Linked DNA regions of Zea mays: region 1 is linked to region 2. Evidence: chromatin contacts called from public Hi-C data. All regions are on one chromosome and are shown on one strand. Each heading gives the region's core, a stretch centred on a gene start, on an enhancer-like site or on the middle of the called end of the contact. The rest is flanking DNA. Distances are from core to core; before and after follow the strand shown. Region 1 holds the start of LOC100192867. Region 2 holds the start of LOC100382628.

What was found. A called contact is a pair of places that touch in the nucleus more often than the background predicts.
Region 1: a contact with region 2 is called in a Hi-C map of tassel, with 4 times the contacts expected there. The contact joins the promoter of LOC100192867 here to the promoter of LOC100382628 in region 2. A contact is called at or near these places in 2 of 25 Hi-C or Micro-C datasets (ear and tassel).

What each region holds. Positions count from the first base shown.
Region 1 is chr8:131,523,460-131,528,023 of Zm-B73-REFERENCE-NAM-5.0, reverse strand. LOC100192867 reads right to left here and starts at 1,902. Exons shown (of 8, transcript NM_001358391.1): 1 at 1,420-1,902; 2 at 630-1,331; 3 at 1-25. The coding sequence starts at 1,492.
Region 2 is chr8:130,896,570-130,901,159 of Zm-B73-REFERENCE-NAM-5.0, reverse strand. It overlaps LOC100382628, which reads left to right and starts at 1,970. Exons shown (of 16, transcript NM_001358392.1): 1 at 1,970-2,050; 2 at 2,155-2,797; 3 at 2,904-3,123; 4 at 3,205-3,315; 5 at 3,531-3,720. The coding sequence starts at 2,200.

The sequences.
Region 1 (4,564 bases), core at 653-3,152, 630 kb before region 2:
GAAGGTAATTTCATCTGAAGGTGACCTAGATGTTGCACATATGTTGGCATTCGAAAAAAAAAATTAAGCTTCACTAAAAAACTAGATTAAATTAAATCTAATGAACTAAGCAATTTTTAGAAATAAGGGTAGTCTATATAAAAGAAAAATCAAGTGCAATTCTTCATTATGTTCAAACCAGAGATACAGAACACTTTTACTATTTGACAATGTCATTCCCCTTTACTTGTCTTTGTCTTCGACTAAGAATCAAAGCATTGATAACTAAAATTTTCCCCAAGATGAATATGTTAAGCTAAATCACCTCTTTACCAGGGAAAACAAAAATGTAATAAATTCTCAGCAAAAGCACCGGTACCTTTAAAAAAAGAAAGAGACTACACATGGTGATTTTCTGAGAAAATGTATTTCTGTTATCGGACAAAACTATAAAAGACAAGTTCTGAATTTAAAATAAGAAACAGAACAAGTGGTGTATGACCTATTTGTTGCCTCTCTCGAGTGAAAACTGATAAAACTACAGGGAATTCTGAAAGCAATTTATATTGTAAATTTTATAGAACGGTCCTAATGAATTGCTACATGACAAAAAGATAGCAATAGTAGCAGATTAGTAGCTGGTAACTGACCTGAACTTGTGTCACCCTCCTCATCTGTTGATGCATCAGAATCTACCGAATTATTGTTATCATCATGCTTCTTAATCCCACCATTTAACCCCTCGATGCTTCCTTCCATTCCCAACTTTGCATCCCTTTTATCCGTTCCTGACTTTGTGCCCCTCTCATCTTCTGACAAGCTCTCATTGTCACTTAGGACAACAGTGCCATCACTCAACTCATCGTCACCTATGTCTTCATCAGAGTCTTCAACCAACTGGGTCTTCCCCCACTCACCAAGATCATGCTCACCATCATCAGTTAATCCATCCTTGTCATCATCCTCCTCCTCAGATTCCTCAACCAACTGGGCCTCAACCATGTCTCCAACAAAGTTGTTCGCTCCATACACCTCGCATACTTCATCCAACTGGGTCTTAGTCCAATTGCCAGCATTATCATCCCCACCACCACCATCATTGCCCCGTTCCCCATCTTCCACCTGTTGTTGTGTCTTCACTTGGTCACTGTCATCGCCGCCATCCTCATTGCCACTGCCACCATCCTCGTCGCCACTCTCCAACTGTGTCTCCGTCCAATCGCCAGCCACACCCTCCTCCTCCACCTGGTCTACAAACTGGGTCTCAGCACCATCCAGAGGCTGTGTTTCGTCGTACAGCGCCCAATCATACGCCTCACTCTGTGTTCCGTCGTCATCACTCGAAGGAGAACCTGATGACCGCAATACACATCCACAAAAAAATAACACATTTACACCAATCGCTCACAGAACCAGAGCCAATAAACAATGCGCACTCACCTAACCGAGGTGTGGCGCCGTCCAGGAGTTGGGTATCCCCGCCACCGCCGTCATTGCCAGCCTCGCCGCGCATCGCAACACAGGTAGGGCCGGGCTTAGTGTGGCGGATGGGGATTCAACTGAACCCCCAGAAATCCTCGGAGGAAGACGAAAATGACTCAATCGAACCACAGATGTCTTCGCCCAACTGGATTGGGCGCAGCGCACCAATCCAAACGAATTGAGCGGAGAGAGAAAAGGGAAATCTCGGAACGAAACCGACTCTCCCCCGAGACAGTAGAGGGCGGGGAGGTGGAGTAGGAGGAGGGAGACGCCTCTCACCGAGAGGGGCGCACGGCCGGGAAAATCTCTGATCCGTTGTGCGCGAGAACGGCGGCGGCGATGCTGCGCGCGCGGAAGTCGTGGCGGCGGAAAAGAGGAAGCCAGGGGAGCGGGGAGCGCGCGCGGGGACAGGAAATGGGGCAGGAAAGCGCGCCTCGTCCTGTTGGAATTGGAACGGCTCGATTCAGGTTTAAAATAAAAGTTTGATGGGTGGTTTTCAGTTTATTTAGGGTTCGTTTGGATTCCATGGGCTAAATTTTAATCTCGGATGTTTAAATAATAATTAGAAATGGTAAATATAGTATAATTATAAAACTAACTATATAAACAAGTGCTAAACTGTAAGATGAGTCGGTTAAACCTAATTAATATATGATTTACTCATGTGATGATATAGTAAACATTTGCTAATCGTGTATTAATTAGACTTAATAAAATTTTCTCGTTGATTAATCTTTATCTATATAATTAGTTTTGTAATTCGACTATATTTAATACTTACCATCAAATAGTCTGTGCTAACGTTACGATCCGAAGAGGTGAGGGTCGATGACGGCGACGACGCGAGGGAAGAGGTTAACGACGACGATGCGAGTGCTGGGGAGGGAGGACGTGGGGCAAGGTGGCAGGGGTGGCGCGGTCGCGAGGGAAGGGGAGGAAGATAGATAAGGGATGATCCAAATAATATTGTCCATTGGATTTGAGTAAGTGAGAGAGGTTATCTAACGCTTTAAACCATTGTTTTTATGGTATGTTAAGTATGAGTGCAATTTATTTGGTGGTTTTAGTGGAGGTTATAGGTGTGGGATGATTTTTGTTGGGGGCCTTCGTCCTCCGAAGGTCCTCAGAAACGTAATTTAACAATGTCTTCCAAGCATGGCTTATGGACAGGTACCTTCGGACTTAGGATAAAAGCATACACGATGGGAAGAGCATGATCGTGATGAAGATTGTCGTTGCTCCGAAGCTGCGTGCAAAGGTGCTTCGGCTCAATCGCAGAAAAAGGAACCGACTTAAAGGGGAAAAGGTTATCTAGTCCTCATAGATTTATCTATAAGTCAATAATAAATGTAAAGGGCATGAATATAATTTCTCATAGACTGCGTCTTGTGCTTATAAATAGATGAACAGTACCCCCGTACTGTTCACGCTGCCTTATACTTGCTTTTGTGTCACGCTTGTACTTTTTGCCTTTTATCAAGTTGAAGGTACTTTTGTAGTTCAATATTGTCCCTGTCTTTCCATGATTATATAATAAGAATGAATTAATGATGTTATATGATTGTTTATGTTGTCTCTTATATGTCATATGCTTCTTCTTTTATTTAACATATACTGTGATGATGAAGGTACGTCCTTCATGACCTTCGTTTGAAGATCATTATATCCTAAGAGAAATAATGCTTCGAAGGACGAAGGGCATTAACATTTAATATTTTTGTGTTGCCTTGTTCTCAAGTCGAAGCATTTGAGAGCAAGTCCCCAACATTGGCGCCCACCTCCGGTGAACCCTTTTTTCGACCACCTTCGGCAAGCACTGACCTTCGTCATGCCGCCGAAGAAAGCTTCAGCGCCAGGGACTGCTGCACTGCAGCCACTGGACCCGAACCAGGAGACCCTCTCTCTCCGAGAGGCCCGAAGCCAGAAAAGGAAGGCCACCAATCCAACACTTCAGGAGGAGGAGTTGGACCAAGAAATCAGGGACATAGAAATAATCCATCAGCAAGTACAAAGGAAGAAGGAGAAGATGGCGCGACTCGCTGATCTTCAAAGGCAGATCGACGAAGCCACTGAAGAAGTACGTCATCTTGCTCAGGACGAACAAGATCGGAGGCCCCAACACAGGGAGCTTCGTTAAGAAGGCTTATTCAACGAAGATGGATGGTATGATGATTTTAATCATGATACCTTTACCTTTGATGATGCTTCTCCCTTGGCAGCAGAACTGCAGGCTATTCCATGGCCCACATCATACAAGTCACCTCAGCTCCCCATGTATGACGGCCACTCAGATCCGAAGCAGTTTTTGATGAGCTATGAAGCAACTATATCTTCGTATGGAGGCAATGCAGCTGTCATGGTCAAGTCCTTCGTCATGACAATTCGGAATGTGGCCCAAACATGGTATTCTTCTCTTCGGCCAGGGACTAATACTTCGTGGCAGAAGCTCAAGGATATGCTGGTGACAAGTTTCCAAGGCTTTCAGACGAAGCCAGTCACAGCTCAGGCCCTGTTCCAATGCACGCAAGATCATGAGGAATACCTCCAAGCGTATGTCCGAAGGTTCTTGCGACTAAGGGCACAAGCGCCTATAGCGCCCAATGAGATTGTCATTGAGGCCATGATTAAGGGCCTCCGGCTAGGACCTACGGCTCAATACTTCGCAACGAAGCCCCCGCAAACCCTAGAGAAGCTGCTTCAGAAGATGGATGAGTACATCCAAGCTGACAACGACTTCCGCCAAAGAAGGGAGGAAGCTTACAGATTCTCCGAAATGACCAGGGGCTTCGGAGGAAGAGTCCATCTGAGGCACGTCAGGTCAATCCATAACTCCACTCAAGGTGATGATAAAGGAGGTCAGTCTCGGAGGTCACGGTATAACTCACAATCTTCGGGGCAACAGCAAAGCTCATTCAGGCCACCAGCTCCAAGGGCAGAGGCGCCAGGGGCTTCGGAGGAAGGTTTGGGGATCAGCCTAGAAAGATTTACTGCTTATTCTGTGGTGAGGACAAGGGTCATACTACAAGAATGTGCCATGTCACCATTCAGAAACAAAAGGAAATAGCAGAAGCCGAAGCTCGACAGAACCAGCCGAAGCAGGTCT
Region 2 (4,590 bases), core at 721-3,220:
CAGATCCTAGGCTGCTACTGCCATCCGCCCAGCCACCGGCGTCCAGTTCCAGCACTCTGGCGTCTAGGTCTAGATCCCAGGAAGATTGCTTGCTTCTGTAACAGTAATCAAATTTATTATGTCTTGTTTTTTTGTTATACCTTGTCATTGTCAACCATGTGTTTTATTTGTGTGAAGTGTAATTATACACGCGGGTATCCGATACCCGCCTGATACCCGATGGGTACGGGCACGAGTACAAAATCCTACCCGCGGGTATAATGGCGGGCCGATATGAGTAATGCCCGCGAGTATTGTCGCGGGCGGATATTTACCATACCCGATCCAAACCCGACCCATTGCCATCCCTAGTCAGTACCTTTCAAAAGGGAAAGAAAAGGAGAGTTTGAGACAATGTTGTCTGCTTTAGGGCTACTTTGGCAACCCCAAATCCCCTTCGGGATTGAAGAGGATTGAGGTGGAAATGAACTAATTTCCTCTCCAATTCCTTTCAATCCCGAAGAGGAATTGAGTTCCCAAACTAGCCTAAGTACGAAAAAATCGCCTCTTGTACCGGGTAAAAAAACTCCTCTTGCTGCTCAGAAGAAGGTGGAGTTTGGGGGCAACTCTGTCAAAAGATGGAAAACAATTGCGCTGGGCCAGGCCCGCGATGCTATCTCCTGGCGCCCACATGTTAGTAGCCTGGCTCCATCCCCTCCGACGCGGCGCTTCCTCCCCGTCTTTTTTGTATTTTAGTCCTTTGGGATTTTATTTTAACAAATACACCCTTTTCAGTTTTATTTCAAAAATGGACCCTCACCTCGGCGCCATCACTATTGGCGGCGAGCTACATGTTGGCACCAATTAGTTTGACGTGTATATTTAAGAGCTGACGCCTATGTGGATCTGATGTGGCAGCACCTCGACGCCGTGGATCTCGGCGTCGACCTCCATGTATATAAATATACCACTCCGGCCATCGGTTTTTGATTTTTGGATGATAGCAGTCATTTTATCAATGATTCTTCTTCATACTTAGTTTATTTGGTCAGCCACGTAGACATCTCCTACAAAGTGGTTGAAGGGGGTGTTTGGTTTGCCCCTGCTAAAATTTAGCCCCTATCACATCGAATGTTTGAACCTCCGTTCGGAGTATTAAATGTAGTCGGATTATAAAACTAATTTCTCAGCCGAAGATTAAAAAGTGAGACGAATCTAGTACAGTTGGTTGGGTCTATATTTCATACTCCTATTTGAAAGTCAAACGCTTGATGTGACCCAGGCTAAACTTTAGTCCACAGAACCAAACACCCCCGAAGTGTTTTTGTGAGCACCAAACGTCTTGTCGCGTGGGATGCACGTCATATTTCTCAGGTGTCATATTATGCTATGATCAGCAGTTAATGTCAGGCACCAAACCACTATCCCATCTTCAGTCATATCAAGCTACAGTATGCATCTTGGTGTTCTTGCAACAGCATGACATGCAAGGAATTATGAGCTTGGTTAAACTATTTCTGTTTCTGTATTCACTTTTAGTTGCAGGGCTATTGCAATCCGTTATTTAATTGGTGCATGATTCCCTTGTTTATTATAAAAGGATGTTTTTGGATTATGGATAACGAATTGCACGTTTGAGCCGAGTTATTTACACTCATCCTTGCAGGACTAGTCCAGCTGAATTTGTGGTCTCGCGAGTAGGTACTATGAATTTATGGTCGACGCCGAGATCCATGGCGTCTAGGTCGGCGCCGATATCCACGGCACCGAGGTGCTGCCACATCAGATCCACATAGGCGTGAGCTCTTAAATGTACACGCCAAATTAATTGGCGTCGACACGTTGTAGTTCGACGCCAATAGTGATGACGTCGAGATAAGGGTCCAATTTTTTGAAATGGAACTGAAAAATGCGTATTTGTAAAAATAAAACCTAAAAAGGGTAAAATGTAAAAAAGACGGGCTTCCTCCCGCGATTCGAATCGGAAGCCCTCGCATTCCGAAACCCACCCTCCGCCTCAAGAAGCCACCGCTCCGACGAGCCGTGGGTGGCAGAGGACGCGCAGAGCAAGGTCGGGGCGGGGGTCTCTGCACCGGCAATTTCTCGCGCTGCCGCCGCTGAATGCTATCGGAGTTTCGGGGGATATTTAATGCGGTCTCGTTGATTTTCTCGTAGCCTCACCGCTGCAGGCGGGCGCGCGGACAGCGTCCCGCCCTCCCCATGGAGCCCGACGCCGCCGGGTGCGACGTGTCCGCGGACGGCCTCATCGCCGAGCTGCTTGACATGGGCTTCGAGTTCGACGCCATCAGCGCGGCGGTCGGCGCGGTCGGCCCGCGCCGCGCAGAGGTGCTTGAGGTCCTGCTGGGCGGGTCGGACGCCCGAGCGGGGCAGGCGAGGCGGGGAGGGGGAGTGCCAGGCCGTCCCGCCTTGTCTACGGCGCAGCCACGGCCGGCTGGCAGGGGCATGAAATTGAGTAACCCTAGGGGGAGGCTTAGGCAGTCCAGCATCACGGACCACGTTGCCTCAGCTACTGGTGGCGGAAAGGAATCTGGTCGGGAAGCGAACATTTCGTTTCCTTGTTCATCGGCTCCTGGTGGTCCCAGGGTAATGCCAGTGGCTGTTGATTTTTGTTCCGAACCGGGTCCCCAATCTCAGTCTTTGGTTGAGAACTCGACAGTGGAGTCCGACCAAATGGACAGAATTAGTGCTGTTCTGCAAAAGCATTTTGGGTTTTCCTGCCTCAAAGCATTCCAAAAGGAAGTCTTGGATGCTTGGTCTGCTCACAGGGATTGTATTGTCCTAGCAGCCACAGGATCAGGTGTGTTTTCTGTAATGCTCTTCTCTATCTTCTCTAATTTATTGTTTTCCCCCACATGGATGGTAGTTTCGTCCTCCTTTTCTTACATGGATAACTCTGCTGGCAGGAAAGTCCCTCTGTTTTCAGATCCCAGCTCTATTAACAACAAAGGTTGTGGTGGTCATATCACCCTTGATAAGTCTAATGCATGATCAGTGCCTGAAGCTTGCAAATCACGGGGTATCCGCATGCTTCCTTGGGTCAGGGCAACCTGATAGCCGTGTTGAAGGTAAAGCGATGGCTGGCATGTATAAGATTGTTTATGTTTGCCCTGAGACAATATTAAGGTAATCATTCTCGCCTGTGGTATTCTAAAGTTTATTAACGTGTTGCTGGGCCTATCTTGGTGGTGATGTCTCTTCTTGCAGATTAATGGAACCGTTGAAGAAACTTGCAGAAAAGCCAGGGATTGCACTTTTTGCCATTGATGAGGTCCATTGTGTTTCTAAATGGGGCCACGATTTTCGACCTGACTATAGGTCTGCTCTTGTGTTTGATATCCTCTGTTAAAGGTGCAAGTTATTATTTACCATTGTTTTTTTGTCAACACCATTTTAATTTTCACATATAATGAAGTGAGATTTATTTAATTTGCACTCAAGAACCAACATTTGCTTGCTATTTTGTCACATCATCTTCCAACTCTTTAGTATCTATTAACGATTATATTCTATGCTTTATATTCTTACAACAGGAGATTATCTGCGTTGAGAGAAAATTTCAGTTCCAGCAAATTGAAGTTCTTGAAGCATGACATTCCGTTGATGGCATTGACAGCTACTGCAACTATTCCCGTACGAGAAGACATTACTAAGTCCTTGAAAATGTCAAAAGATACAGCGATTGTGCTAACCTCTTTTTTTCGGCCAAATCTCCGGTTCAGCGTGAGTTACTGCAATACTCCTGTACAAGTGTTCTGCTTGTTTTCCTTTCCTAGGTGATATTAATGCAGTGTGTAGAACACTGTACTGTGATATGCTGTGAAACTACATGCTTGATATACAATATGCATTGCCTAACTGAAGACTTGACTTCAACTTCAGACTCCTTAACCTTTATAAGGTCCATGCAAGAAAGTAAGATCGCTGTGATTATATATATATATATATATAATTTATGGTATGATTGTGATTAGACCTGTTATGTTGTATGCTGTAGAATATTGGCTTAAAAAGACGATATGTTCAGTAGATAAGTGTTGTGAAAATGCGTATATTGCATTGGATTTGTGTGGTCAAAGAAGGATCGAGTCCAAACCGATGATATACATGATAGGCTAGGAGTAGCACCAATTGAAGAAAAACTTATCCAACATTGGTTGAGATGGTTTGGACATGTCTAATGGAGATCTCTAGAGGTAGTGGGCTAAAGCGCGACAGTAAATGGGAAGAGATGCAATGAAGAACTACGTTGACATGGGAAGAGACAATAAAAAAAGACTTGAAATGATGAAATAACCCAAATATTTAGCCTTGAATAGGAGTGAATGGAAAACAACTATCCATGTGTCTGGACCTTGACTTCTGTCTTCTATTGGGATTCAACTCTCGCATATGGTTGTGATTGTTGAGCTATACGACCTTTTGTTTCATAACTTAAGCATTTATTTGAAGTTGTGGGTGCATCATTTTCTATGTATTATTAGAGACAAGAGGTCCATGATCCTCTCACAAAATGTGATACCTGCTTATTGTTTGTGCATCGCCTTGTTCTTAGTTCATATGCAGTTGAAGCTTGAGAGGTTTTTTAGAACT